Regions from separate parts of the Mus musculus genome. Here region 2 is linked to region 1. Evidence: chromatin contacts called from public HiChIP or PLAC-seq data. All regions are on one chromosome and are shown on one strand. Each heading gives the region's core, a stretch centred on a gene start, on an enhancer-like site or on the middle of the called end of the contact. The rest is flanking DNA. Distances are from core to core; before and after follow the strand shown.

Region 1 (6,982 bases), core at 3,199-5,698:
TTTGTAGACCAGGCTGGCCTCAAACTCAGAAATCCACCTGCCTCTGCCTCCCAAGTGCTGGGATTAAAGGCGTGTGCCACCACTGCCCACTCAGTTTTTTCATATGGGGAGCATACGTGATCTGCCTTGCAGAATGTATCAGGAGATTGGGTTGTTGGACACATAACAGGCCCTCCAGAAATGTCCCTTCTTCCTGGCACCTCGTTGCCTTCTCTGGGCCTTGGAAACAGAAAAGTTAAACATGATCTCATTGAGGCTTTCAAGTTACATTATTTAGTGCTCACACACACCCTCTGTGTTCATGCCTCTGTGTGTATGTGTTCATTCCAGGACACACACATATATATGGAGGTTAGAGAACAATTTGTGGGGGCCAGGTTGTTTTGGTTCAAACTCAGGCTGTCAGGCTTGTCAGTAAAAACCAGACTGAGGTTTTTATCCAGTTCTGCAAGGGTTTGATTCAAAGCCATCAGCTGTTACAATCACTTGATTAGGAGTGGGAAGGGCTTGCACCCAAGGTCCAGTAATAGTATGACTGTGACAGGCAAAGCGGAGACATCCCTGAGGTAAGTTCTGGTTTCTGTTCTGAGCTAGGTTAAGCCAAGAGTTCCTGAACAAGGAAAGAAATGCAGAAAAAATGAAAACCCAGCAGGCTGCCACATCCTGTTAACTCCATTCCAGTACTGAGCCCCCGGGGTCCTGGTGCTTGGAGACATGGAGCCTGTCCTTGTCTGACCAGTGCCTGAGTCTGTGTAAGTGCAGTTTTTCCTGGGTCTCCTTGAGTCTGGAATGGCAAGTTCCAGCCTTGTCTTGGGATGTCCTCTGGGAACAAGAGTGTCGTGCTGACACCACAAGGCTTTTGGGGAAAGTTGCCGAGTCGACAGGACAGCTCCCCGGTTGAGCTGGTATTGTGGCAGGGAGGAGAACTCCTCAGAGGCTTCTGTTTAAAGATGGCATGAGAACCAGATGGCTTCCGGGTGCTTCGATAAGAGCCTGGCTCTAGCTGCGGTTTTAATTTCCTGCAGGAGCCAAATGATCGTGAAGATTGCCTTTCCGGGCCTCTGCAGAGCGCCCCTGAGCTCCGGCTTGTGACTCTGCAGAAAAACCACCCGCAGGAACAGAGGCAGGTTCCCTGAGAGTCAGTTTCTCCCTTGACAAAATAGCACAATCCTGTGTCACAAGACACGTGACAATGACTGACTGTCACTGGGGCTGGGGACGTGGCTCCGTGGGTAGACCGCTAGTCAAGCTTGACGACCTGAGTTCAGATCCCCAACACCCAAGTAAAAATCCAGGCAAGGCAGCATGCACTGTAACTGGTGCTGAGGAGAAGCAGAAAGACAGACAGACCCAAGAGCTTGCTGGTCAGCTAGTCTAGTCCAAACAGCAACCTGCTGGTTCAGTAAGAGACTCTGCTCCTTAATTAACTAGAATGAGGTGGAGAAGTGACTGAAGAAGCATTCCAGTGTCAGCTTATGTGTGTTGCCTACCCAGACAAGCATGCCTGTGTTACACACAGACTACATAAGCAGTAGAGTTAGCCATGTCTGAAAATTAGTTTCCATAGGGTGAGCACCAGAGACGCCTACCCCACAGGAGTGGGGTGTGGGGGCTTTGCAGGAAATCTCCCTGTGGTGGAGAGATGCTGAGTCTAGTCTGAACACAGACAGTACTCATGGTTCAGAGAATCACAGGGCAGCTTTGGGTGGGAACTGAAGAGTGGGTGGCTTGCCCCTGGGTCACCGGAGCATGGACCTGCCATTCCTTGGGGCAGAGGGTTTGCCCGAGGGAGTGGACTACCAACAAGGAACAGAAGCTCATTGTGTGAAGCAAGCCTTTCATCCCAGCTACTATGGAAGCCAAAGGAGAATCACAAGATCAAGGCCAGCAGGGACAACTGAGCAAGACTTGGCGTTTGTGTGTGTGTCTGTGTGTGTGTCTGTGTCTGTGTGTGTGTGTGTCTGTGTGTGTGTGTGTCTGTGTGTGTGTGTTTGTGTTTGTGTTTGTGTGTCTGTGTGTGTGTGTTTAGAGGTGCTTGTGGTGCTTGTAAAGAGGAAAGATAACAGCATCAGGTGTCCTCCTCTGCTGCTTTTCCACCTTAGTTTGTGAGACTGAACCCTGAGCTCACCAACTGGCTGGACTGTAGGGTCCCCCTGTCTCTGGCTCCCAGCCTACCATGGGATTATATGTGCCTGTAATCCCAGCTGGGATCATGCAACTCCTCACACTTGTGTGCTCACACTTGTGTGGCAAGCACTTTACCCATTGTGCCGTCTTCTCAGCCCTTTGTTTTTTGAAACAGGTTCTTACTGCGCAGGCCTGGCTGGCCTGGACCACAGCAGGTAGCACTGAGTGGCCTTGAACTGGCAGTGGTACTTAGGCCTCTGCCAGTTGTGTGTGATTTCAGATATGTGCCACCATGCCTGATTTTTAAAATAATTTTAAAAGTCTTGGGAAATTAATAAAATAAAGTAAAAAAGGGCTGGGTATAGCTCAGAAGTAGAGTAGTGCCTGGCACATGCAAGACCCTGCGTTCAGTCTCCAGTAGCAAAGGGTGGATGGATCCAAGAACAGTACATAGAAGCTCAGAACCTGGGACGTGGGGACCCTCCGAACTGACTGAGGAAGCTAATGCTTGAAGCTTCTCTCCAGCAGCCTAGACCAAAGGGGACCAGCCTGGGACCAAGCTCACACAGGGAGCTTCTGCTTCTTTCTTTCCCAATTTGCATTTATAAAACGCTGCATGTGGGGTATCAGGAGAGCTAGAACTGAATCCAGGTCAGAGCACACAAATCACACCTGTGACCCCTGAACCCTGTGTCCCCTACCGCCCAGCTTTCTCCTGCTGTATGACATTCTAGCCATGGCTTAGCACAGCGTGCGGCACACTGAGACTAAGGAGCCGGAGCTCATGAGGAATCACAGTGAAAGGCAGGTCGGAAGGTTTGGGATCAGCAAGCAGTCTAGCTGTGTTGCTAGAGCATAGTCAGTTCCTATCTGTGGGTGCTTATGGGATTATGGACACATTACAGGGAGAATAAGGGAGCATTCATGGCAGCCAGGTGTCTTAAGGGACAGTCTTTTTTTTTTTTTAAGATTTATTTATTTCATTTATATGAGTACCCTGTAGCTATCTTCAGACACACCAGAAGAGGGCATCGGATCCCATTACAGATGGTTGTGAGCCACCATGTGGTTGCTGGGAATTGAACTCAGGACCTCTGGAAGAGCAGCCAGTGCTCTTAACCACTGAGCCATCTCTCCAGCCCTTAAGGGACATTCTTAGGAAGCCTGATCTTGTGTAAACCTGTCTCAGCTGACCAAAAGTGGTCTATGAACCTTGTGGAGGAAGCGCCTCAAGTGGAAGTTATCATTCGTTGATTTTAATTTTTCCTGTTGTTAAGTTGCCACGTGACCCCATTGCAGGAGCCGCTAGGCTGCAGTAACAGAGGCGAACAAGGGAGATGTGGAGCCCACGTGCCTGAGAAGATTGGTGCACCAATCACAGATAAGCACAAATGGAATATGGTGCCCCAAAGTGGCGGGGCTGCTTTGATCAAGTCCCACCTTAAGCAAGGTCTCACTCGAGGAGTGATGTTTAGCATGAGGAAGAAGCCACCAGCATCCGGTGGAGGCCAGCCAGTGTCCAGAAGGGCCTACTGGAGAGAGGACATCAGCCTATGGTTAGAGAGATGTCCTTTCCTCTCTTTGCAACCAGCCCTTTGGCAGACACGCCATTTCCTCTCAAATTGCCGCAACAAAATACCTGTAACAAAAAACAAACAAGGAGATAAGGGCTTTTTTGGTGCGGGGGTTGGGTGTGGGAGGGGTTTCTGAAGGCTCAGTCTTGTCACGTGGCCCCACCTAGAAGGAAAAACATCACAAGAGCGGAGCCTGTGGGGTCCAAAGCTGTTCGCCTCCTAGCGGACAGGAAGCAGCGAGGAGGAGCTGGAAGGGTGGAGCCTTAAGACATACTCCCTGTGGCAGTAGCTAGTATTGGTCAGCGGAAGGTGATTTGAAGTCCACAGGAGGGCACTCACAGGTCTTGTGAAAATGCTACCCTGCTTTGTACTTGAGGTTTCAAATGCACAGCCTTTTACTCTCACAAGGGCCCTGGAACAGATCCCTTCAGGTACCAAGAGCTGACTAACTGGTTTCCTAGGATTGCTGCGACATTAACTGGGTTACTTAAAGCCGCAAGGATAGATTCTCCTACAAAGCCAGGTTGTTAGCAGGACCCCACTCTCTGATGGCCGGACACTTCCCCATTAACTACTACCTGAGGAAGAACTGAGGGAGTACAGAGCAAAGCGGAACTGACCACAGCCGAAGACAGAAGGGCGCCGTGGAGGGGGCGGCCATAGATGAGATTTTTGAACAGTGGAGAGGGAACAGCAAAACTTTGGGAGTTGGGCTCACTTTGCATAGTGTAGGGACAGCAAGAAGCATGCTGACTGGGAGGAGCCGGAAGGAGAGAAGCAGGTGGCAGGGGTCATGGAGAGCCTCCTGAGCCTACTGGGACAGGGACCATTTGCAGGACTAAGGCCAGAGGCAGGTCAACTTTTACACAGGATCACCTTGGCATACAGACCACAGGAAACTGAGAAAGGTCCAAATGGGGCAGGAGTGGCATGGCGGGAAGCCTAAGCTTAGACCTGGAGGGGGAGGGGGAGGGGGAGGGTGGGAATAGAAGCGAGGGAGGAAGACCATTCTGGAGCTGTTCTGAAGGTGGAGTCTAATCCCAGGCGCCCGCGTTCAATAGAGTTGAGCAACAGCCTTGTTGAATAGTTTTACAGGAGCTGTTTATCCATATGAAATACGTGGACTTTCTAAATTCAATAGTGATACAGCTGTCCACTTAAATGTATTGCTGTTAAATGTTACGGTGCAGGGCTGGAGAGATGGATTAGTAGTTAAGAACACTGGCTGCCATTCCAGAGGACTGAGTTCTGTGTTCCATTCTTTTGTTTTGGTTTGGTTTGGTTTTGGGTTGTTTTTGTTTTTGTTTTTTTGGTTTTTTGAGACAGGGTTTCTCTGTGTAGCCCTGGCTGTCCTGGAACTCACTTTGTAGACCAGGCTGGCCTCGAACTCAGAAATCTGCCTGCCTCTGCCTCCCAAGTGCTGGGATTAACGGCGTGCACCACCACTGCCCGGCTTCGAGTTCGATTCTTTGCACTCACATGGTGGCTCACAACTGTCTGTGTGTAACTCCAGATCTGGCTTGGGTTAGGAATGACTGACACCCTCTGCTGGCTTCCACAGAGACCTGACACACATGAGGTTCATAACATACATGCAGGCAAAACTCTCATATACATACAATAATCATCAAAATAAAAAATTTTTAAGTTATCTACTCTATGAAAAAACTTAGGATGATTTCAAGAAGTCATCGTCTGTTCCCCGCCCCGCCCCCATTTTGTTTTGTTTTGTTTTCTTAAACAAGGTTTCTCTGCATAGCCCTGACTGTCCTAGAACTAGCTCTGTAGACCAGGCTGACCTTGAACTCACCTGCCTCTGCCTCCCAAGTGCTGGGATAAAAGGTGCGCATGCGCCACCCCCACCCTGCCTATGTTTCCTCTCCTTGTAGTTCGGATTTCCACTGTTATTCTGTATGTATGTGCTGTATGTATGTGGTGGGGTAGTGCCTCTGTTCATGTGAAGGTCAGAGGACAACTTATGGGAATCAGTTTGCCCCTTCCACCATGTGGGGTTCGGGGATCAAACTCAGGTCCTTGGTCTTAGTGGCAGGCCTTTACACACTGAGCCATCTCTCCAGCCATCTGTTCTCATTCATTCATCGCCCCCCTCCTTTCCTCCCTCTCTCCCCCTCCCCCTCCTCTCCTCTCCCTCCTCTCCTCCTTCCCCTCCCCCTCCCTCTCTCTGGCCTACATTCCCAGTCCAAGGAAAAACGCTATAAAGGACAATAGACATGCTAAGGTGGAGTTGGGAAGAGATGTACTTTGTGCCTTGCTGACACATAAGGGAATGTGTCACGTGAGGAACACATTAGATGATTTCTTATAGCAAAGGGACCTGAGTCTGGGAGCGTTCTCTTAACTTCAACTCCTGGTAACCAAGTCCAGAGCATCGCCATTTCTTCCATACTGTTTTTGACCGCACAGCTAAGCCTGGAATACCCGGGTTAGGGGCCATTTTCCCAGCTACTAAACTCAGCTCTAGTGCAAAGGCAACCAGTAATGAGAAGATATAGCTGTGTTGCAATAAAAGTTTATCTTAAAAGGCCATGTGGCCATGGGTTGCAGACTCCTAATCCAGAATAGGCCAGCGTAACCTGGCCCCAGGAACACCTCCAATCCTGGCCTTCCAGGAATTCTGGGTATTGTCCTCCGAGCTTCGCTGCTATCCACTGATGTGAAATAATAAAGTTTCACTTTGTGCTATGAATGTGCTAAACTCCCTGATTGTGCTGACCTACTTTCAGCTTTTAAGTGTTTCCCCCTGGGGACTGGAAGCCATTTTGACCTGGTTCAATGCCAAAACACTAATGTCCTTTTATATCCGTTTGGAAGCTCATCTCTTTTCGCACTGCTCAAAACCAAACTGAATACAGATCAATGTCCAAGCGCCTTTGGGCTTTCTGCTAATACCCTGTCATGTAACTCAAGAGTGTTTTTTCATAATTAACTATCTAGAAACATTTGGTTGCTATCCACCCATGCTTCCCTCTGACCCTCGACTGTTCCCCTGTTTATTGAGGCAACCAGACATGGTCTTTTACCTACTTGGTAAAATTAACTTGGTGAAATTAACTTGGTATCATTAACAAGCAATCAGAATGTAGGCTGAGGATGTGGCAGTTGGTACAGTGCTTGCCTAGTGTGCCCAAGGTGTTCATTTCAGTCCACAGTACCACATATACCACAGGCAGAGTGGCACATGCCTGTAACCCCAACTCTTAAGAGGTAGAAACAGGAAGGTCAGAAGTTCAAAGTCACCTTAAACTACATAGCAGGCACAG
Region 2 (6,755 bases), core at 2,901-5,400, 120 kb after region 1:
TCATCAGTGTGTCCTTTGAATTAAGTATCTTCACTACTGCTGCTTTATGATTCTGCTCTACCCTCCCTCCTGTGTTCATAGTAAATTGCACGCTAGGGTAACAAACATGGGAAGGTGGGGCATTATCTGAGTCTGATGCGCACTGTTAGTCGGGATAACTTGAAGTGAGCATCTGCCTAGTGTCACCCAGAGTGCTGGAGACCACAGTGAGAGCTTGCAGAAAGCCCAGTTCAGCATAGACGAGGTCTGAGCGCCGTCGTTTCCCCAGAGCCACTCTGCAGCCTCTGAGGCTCTCCCTGCACAGCTGCCTACGGCCACGACCCAAGGCCTGAGAGGTGCTTTAGAACCAGCTACTTAGCGCTGTGCTTGGCCTTGGGTCCCGGTTGTGTGTCAGCTTCTCACCTTGCACTGCCCATGTCACCTTTTTGTAGGATCCTGGTTCAGGCATGGTAGCCGTTGTGAACCCTGTAGGGCATCCATCATAAATGCTGCAACTGCGGCTCTGGTCCCTTTGACAGCTGCTCACCCTGTCGGGATCAACACTGTCCAAGGTCTGCTTGCAGCAGGGTCCTGGTAACAGTGGATTATCTTACTTAGTGTGACATCCTCCAGATTTATCAACAATAAGAATCTCCTTTCTTAAGGCTAGATAATCCTGCACTGTATGGGTACGCAGTTTACTTAATCCATCCTTTGGCAGACTTGTGACTTTTGTTCTCTCAGTCACCATAAGTAATGCCTCTGTGAATGTGAGCCTGTGGCTCATTGTGTTTGGTTGTCTATCTGAGCTGACATGGCAGCCCCCCTTAGAAAACATAGGCGGCAGCCTCTGGACATTGTCGTGGGCAGCGGAAGCCAAATAAACAAGCAGGCCTGGACCGGGCAAAACCACTGCTGCTGCTCAGCAAGAAGAGCACAGCAGGAGAAGGCGGCCTGTGGTTGGGTGGCAGTGCACACTCTCAGGCCCAGCACTTGGGAGCCAGAGACAGGCAGATATCTGTTTAAGGCCGGCCTGGTCCACACGGTGAGTTTCAGGTCAGCTAGGGCTATACAGATAGACCCTGTCTTTAAAAATCAAAACAAAAACCAAAAGAGCCTATGAAATGTGAGGGAACAAATACTCAACCAACCATATATCTGTCGATCCAAAATGTACCAGACTCCTGCAACTCAGCAGCAAAGTAAGAACTCCATTTAAGGGCTGGGGAGATGCTCAGCAGGGAAGAGCACCGGCTGCTCTGCCAGCGGATCTGGGTTTGGTTCCCAGCACCTATATGGTGGTTCACAACTGTCTGTAATACCCGTCCCGTGGGAATCAGAAGCCCTGTTCTGTCCTCTGTAGGCATCAGGGCACAGTGATGCACAGACACACACGCAGGCAAAACACCCGTACATATAAAATAATAGAAACAAAGAACCTGATTTAACATGTCTGAAGACACACAGTGGACTCCTGAGCACATAGGGTTGACATCTGAATCACAGGTCATAAGAATGTATATCCAGGTCACAGTGAGAGCCAATTCTACTATTAGACTGGCCATTTTTAATAGACACACACAGAAGAAGGTAGAAATTAGTGACTCTTTACCTCAGAACAGTAGATGGTACAGTCAATATGGACAACTATATAGAGTGGTCTTCAAAAATCCAAAAATAGAACCTCTTATGATCCAGGAATCACACTGCTGAGTATAGATCCAAAAGACTAGCGATCTGGTCCTCGGAAGTCTTTACATGAGTGAGCTCCGTGAGCCATGAATAAATTCAGCAGAGAGGAGGGCAGTAGCAGCGTCTGTTAGGTAGGCTGCAGTAAAGATTCTGCTAGTGTGTGTGTCTGTCTGTCACGTTGCCCAGGTGGTGCGGGTCTTATCAGGTAGGACAGCATTGAGTTTGTTTCTTTGGGGAACTGGTTATCAGAATAGCTGGGATCAGATGTCTGCGTCTGCTTAAACGTGTCCAGTTTTTCACAACAATGTAGCTCTCTGACCAGATAATAGACCTAGTCCAAGGAGCTGTGACAGTGCTCCAAGCCAGCCAGCTCTGAAGCAAAGCAGCCTTGTTCTGAGGGTAGAATAACAGCACAACCATTCTCCCAGAATGTTCACACAACAGGCTTCTCTGCAATCACGACCCAGCCCCATGTGGTATGGGAATGCCATCTAGACGCCTTGCTGGAACTTCGCAGATGAAAATGCAATGAAGCTGATAGGACTCGAGGGTTTGCTACTCGGTTTACCTCTTGCATTACCACTGCTTTGAATCATGTTTTTATTAAGTGAATCCAGGTGTGGTGGTATATTCCTATAATCCTAACACTTGGGAGGCAGAGACTGGAGAATTGCATGTTGGAAGTCAACCTGAGCTAAGTAATGGGATTCTGTCTCGTATTCCTCCTCCCTGTCTCTCTTCTCTCTTTCTCATCTCTTTCCTCTCTGTCTCTCTCCTCTCTTTCCTCTTTCTCATCTCTCTTTCTCTGTCTCTCCTCTTCTCTCTCTCTCTTTCACTCTCTCACACATGCACACACACAGCTTGTTCTCTTTTGTATTCTGGTTTATAGCTGAGCTATGTCAGTTTAAAGCCATTCCCCTGCTCTAAAGAGGCAGGGTTGATCACATGGGGGGGAGGAGGTCTGCAAAAGTGAAAGAATGTGCAGCCAGCTGCAGCTCTCGCTCTGCATGTGGTTCTCAGGAGAGGGGTGCTCCGGGCACAGCCTCACAGTGGGCAGTCACTGCCTGCGCTGATTCAACCAGGACATTTTGCTGTTCATAGAATCCAAGGTTTAGGGCAAGTTTAGGGCAGTAACTCTTACTCTTTCCAGTTTTGAAAGGAGTAAGAGGGATTGGTTTGCTGACTGACGCTCAGATGGTAAGGGCCGAGGCGGGATATGAAGTCAGTCCCTGTGTGTTTTGCAGTGGATGCTTCCAAGTGCCTGCTGTGTGCTTTCTACAGAGGTCCTGTGCTTACAGACGCCCATCCCACTTGAGACTTCCTCTGAGACTCCTGTGCAGATCTCTCTACCTGCTGCTGGACTCACTCAGACTGCTGCCTACTTTGTAGTCCCCACCCTGCCTTCTTTCTTCCTGTCTGCTCGGATACTGTTACTGGGCCATTGCAGTGTCATGACAGTGGCCTGTGTCTGTAATCCCAGCCCTAGGGAGGCTAAAGCAGAGCTCTTAAATTTGAGACTAGCCTGGTTATGAAGCCTAACTTCCTCAAGATGCTGATGCTGGTGCTCATGATGATGGTAGAATAAGCTCAGAGCCGGGGAGATGGTTTATGGTCACTGGAGAGGCAGAGACGAGTAGATCTAGGACTCTCTAGCCAGGTAATCTAGCTGGCTCAGTGAAAGACCTGTCTCAAGAAGATGGAGACAACTGAGAAAGACACGCAGTCAACCTCCGCCTATGCATGCATAAACACACATACCACACAATTGAATAACTCAATTCACTTCCCTCTCTTACTGGCCACACTTCAAGTGCTCAGTTGTCCTATGTGGCCAGTGGCAGTGGGCAGACTGAGCAGCCATGTTCATTGTCACAGGGCATAAGCAGCCCCACTCTAGGCTGCCTACCCACCAACGCTCCTGTGACTTGCAGAAGAAGTGTGGGCACAAAGACAAATTGATAGCTGTGAGATACTGTCATTTACTGTCTTTTCACAAGAAAAAACGAGCCTTAGACAGATCTTCACAAAGGCAGCCTGATGACGATCGTGAGCATAATTACCTTTTCTGAGCTCGATTGCAGTTCACAAGAAGGTTAGACAACTTGCTCATTGCTGCTAAAATGTCAGCCTTGGAAACCAAGGGAAGATTAAGTGCAGAAACCTCTCTAAGATGGGAGCGTCAGGGTTGCAGTAGCCATAGAGCAAGACAAGGCCTAGCCCACTGCTTCTGTTGTTTCTCTGCAGGGTGGCAATGACCATGAGATCTTCACAGACCCCAGAACTGTGGGCTACACAGTGACGGCCCCCGAAGACACACGCAGGATCTGTGAGGGGCTCTTCCCTTGACCCGAGGAGTGCCGGACTGACCAACAACACTGAAAGGTCACTCAGGGGCAGGGGTCACTTAGTGCCAGAGGTCAGCTTGCTGTGCTTGCCAATGAGCCACACCTTCATGCAGTACCAGCAGCAGCCCCAAGGGAGAGAGTTTATCAGAGATGGCTGTGGCTGGGTGTGGTGGCTGGGTGTGGTGGCTCGTGTGTAATCTGTGCTCAGGAAGCTGAGGCAGAATGAGACCATGTCTCAAACAAAACAAAAAGATTGGTGGCTCTGGGTTGGGGACGCTTGCCTCGCATGGGTCCCAGCCTACGACTCAGGGACCTCAGAGACAGAAGTAACTCCTACCTGATGTTTCTCCCCACCCATGGTGTAAGAGCGAGCTGAGAGGATACATGCTGCTCTGTGAAAGTTTCTTACCATATGATAGAGGGAAAAACAAGAATATACCTGGGTCCCTTATGCTTTGGGGAATTTAAAGTGTGGGTTCTGGTGGGTGGGGGGGTTTCTTTTTCTTTTCCTTTTTTTTTTAAAGATTTATTTATTTATTTTATGTATGTGAGTACACTGTAGCTGACTTCAGACACACCAGAAGAGGGCACCAGATCCCATTACAGATACCATCTGTGAGCCACCATGTGGTTGCTGGGAATTGAACTCAGGACCTCTGGAAGAACAGAGGGTGCTTTTAACCACTGAGCCATCTCTCCAGCCCAGGATTCTATTTTGAAACATGGTCTCACTGTGTAGCTGTGGCTGCCCCAGACCCTGCTGTGTGGACCCATTGGACGACCTTGAGCTCAGGGTCTTCCTGCCTCTGCCTTACAAATGCAGATTACATGCACCCACACCTGCTAAGGTCTAATGAAAACCTGCAACCATCAGTGCTCACACCCATATCTTACCACCAAACAGGGGCATCTGATGATGAAAGAGAGCAGCCACCCAGAGTTACCCACCTGGGATAGAACTGAAGACTTCTGTGACATGCTCCGTCTGCAACCTGTGGTGGAGGCTGAGGCAGGAAGGAACACCACTATTCTGTCAAAGGGTTAATGTTTCTGTTTTCAAGCCAGCTTCCCCTCTGTGAGCCACAGACGACAGTGTGGCCTGCTGCCTGACAGATAGCTGACCAAGTGACAACTGATCCCACAGTTTACACTTGCACTGGCCTGGCTGGCCATCTCTATTTGCTATATCTTAAAGCCAGACTGCTTTCCTGTCACCGCAGGAGGGGAGGACAGAGGACCCAGCAAAGCAGCACCTCACTGCAGTCCTCTTTAACCCCCAGGCTGACCAACCTAGGTAGCAGACGCAGTACCTAAGGCCACAGCAGCAGGGGTGCTCTCCAGCCTCTTCTTGGAGAGTGCACGTGTGTCCTCCAGAAGCTCGGGGACAGCCTTCCAAGAACACTTCCCAGGCAGCTTCCCAGTGCCCAACCACCATATGTCTCCACTGCCCTACCCTTGGCTGCCCCTACTCTGTCCACACCCACAGCAGAATGCCAGGTCCTCACCCTGTGGCATCCTTGGGTTTTATGGCAGTGCTGTGAAGCCCACTGAAGGGACAGCACCATACCTCACTTCTCAGTCTGGTCACTTTAACCCTCAGTGTCAAAAGGGTGTCTACCCCAGGTTGGCAGAGAACTTGGCTTCTGAGAGCTGCTTTCCCCACTTGGCTCCAGTAATGCTGGAGCCCCTAGCTGTCCTGGCTGTAGCAGTTCCAAGCCAGCCCAGATGCTGTGTTCTACCTGCAGGTCCAGTGTCTCCCACTGTGCCAGGTGGACTCCAGGCCTTGCCAGTTCCTACAGTGGCTATCACAGAACCCCCCTGCCCCACTGTCTTCATTCAACTCTCCCACCTAATAAAGGGCCTCTGCTCTCCAGGCAGTACATGATTGTGGCCGAATCATACATGTATGATCTTGCTGATGGGGCAGTGTGGCTGCCCAGGTCCAAGGACTTGTGCTAAACAACTGTGGCTCAAAGCAAGCTCTGCCTACCTGTCAAGAGTGCAAACCTACCAAGTAGGGATTGCAAAGGACTTGGAAAAAAGAAAAAAAAAAAAAAACCCAGAAAGTTGGATAAAGACTACATCACAAGAAGCAAGCAGAGGCTATACTAAGCACCGCAAGGCTGTAGAAGAGGGTGTCAGTCCTGCAACAGCTGCCCAGCCAGGGCTGAGATCACCAGCTTTTAGGAAGCCCCAAGAAAGCCTGAACTAACAGGAAATTAACAAAATATTTGGTTCCCATGTAGAGGTTCTGCATGGTATCCCAGCCATGTTGGTGGGAAGATAGAGGTACTGAAGAGCAAAGTTCTTATGTTAGTTCCTAGGCACAGCCTAGGCATGCACAGTAGCACTTAACCACTTTCCTCTTCCTTACCCCATGCGGGGCACACCTACCATCACAGCACACCAATCAGCTTGGAGAAACCCAAGACTGATTTATGTGATCATCTCATCACCTGGCCTTTACCGGAACAGGCCTGATGGGCTGGCTATTTCCCCAACCACTGGGAGAATCACAGAAACATCAAAAGCCCCATCCCTTGGTAAAGTCACCCACCCTGGGTTGTCATTACCCTATCAGCAACCTGCTGTTCCTCTGCTCCAAGGCAGCTGGGCCACAGGACCTATATGAGGGGTAGCCTCCTCTCCCATCTCCCCCACATGGTCCCTGGAGAGCCTCAAGGCCCCCTTCAAACATCTGCAACAGGAAACCCAAGGCCCTTCTCACATTTACCTATA

What was found. HiChIP or PLAC-seq counts read pairs in DNA pulled down with a chosen protein or histone mark.
Region 2: an H3K27ac HiChIP or PLAC-seq map of embryonic stem cells shows a contact between it and region 1, with 5 read pairs. The contact joins two enhancer-like sites. A contact is called at or near these places in 5 of 39 promoter capture datasets (the HPC-7 cell line, cranial neural crest, embryonic stem cells and 2 more), 2 of 484 Hi-C or Micro-C datasets (the G1E-ER4 cell line and embryonic stem cells), 6 of 115 datasets of contacts at active chromatin or transcription factors (embryonic basal ganglia, embryonic forebrain, embryonic stem cells and 3 more) and 3 of 9 other capture datasets (adipose tissue, embryonic stem cells and liver).

Annotation. Positions count from the first base shown.
Region 1 is chr16:8,529,138-8,536,119 of GRCm38.p6, forward strand. The region is part of intron 1 of Abat (4-aminobutyrate aminotransferase); the gene reads left to right. Among named protein-coding and RNA genes, the nearest start is that of Abat, 19 kb to the left of the region's middle. Within about 2 kb of position 4,449, at least 11 of the 459 cell types and tissues checked have an H3K27ac peak or open chromatin away from gene starts, as enhancers often do. A contact at or near this core is called in embryonic stem cells, where this site is marked.
Region 2 is chr16:8,651,636-8,658,390 of GRCm38.p6, forward strand. Pmm2 (phosphomannomutase 2) reads left to right here. Exons shown (of 9, transcript NM_016881.3): 8 at 3,916-4,053; 9 at 4,921-5,973. The coding sequence ends at 4,017. Among named protein-coding and RNA genes, the nearest start is that of Carhsp1, 17 kb to the right of the region's middle. Within about 2 kb of position 4,151, at least 34 of the 459 cell types and tissues checked have an H3K27ac peak or open chromatin away from gene starts, as enhancers often do. A contact at or near this core is called in embryonic stem cells, where this site is marked.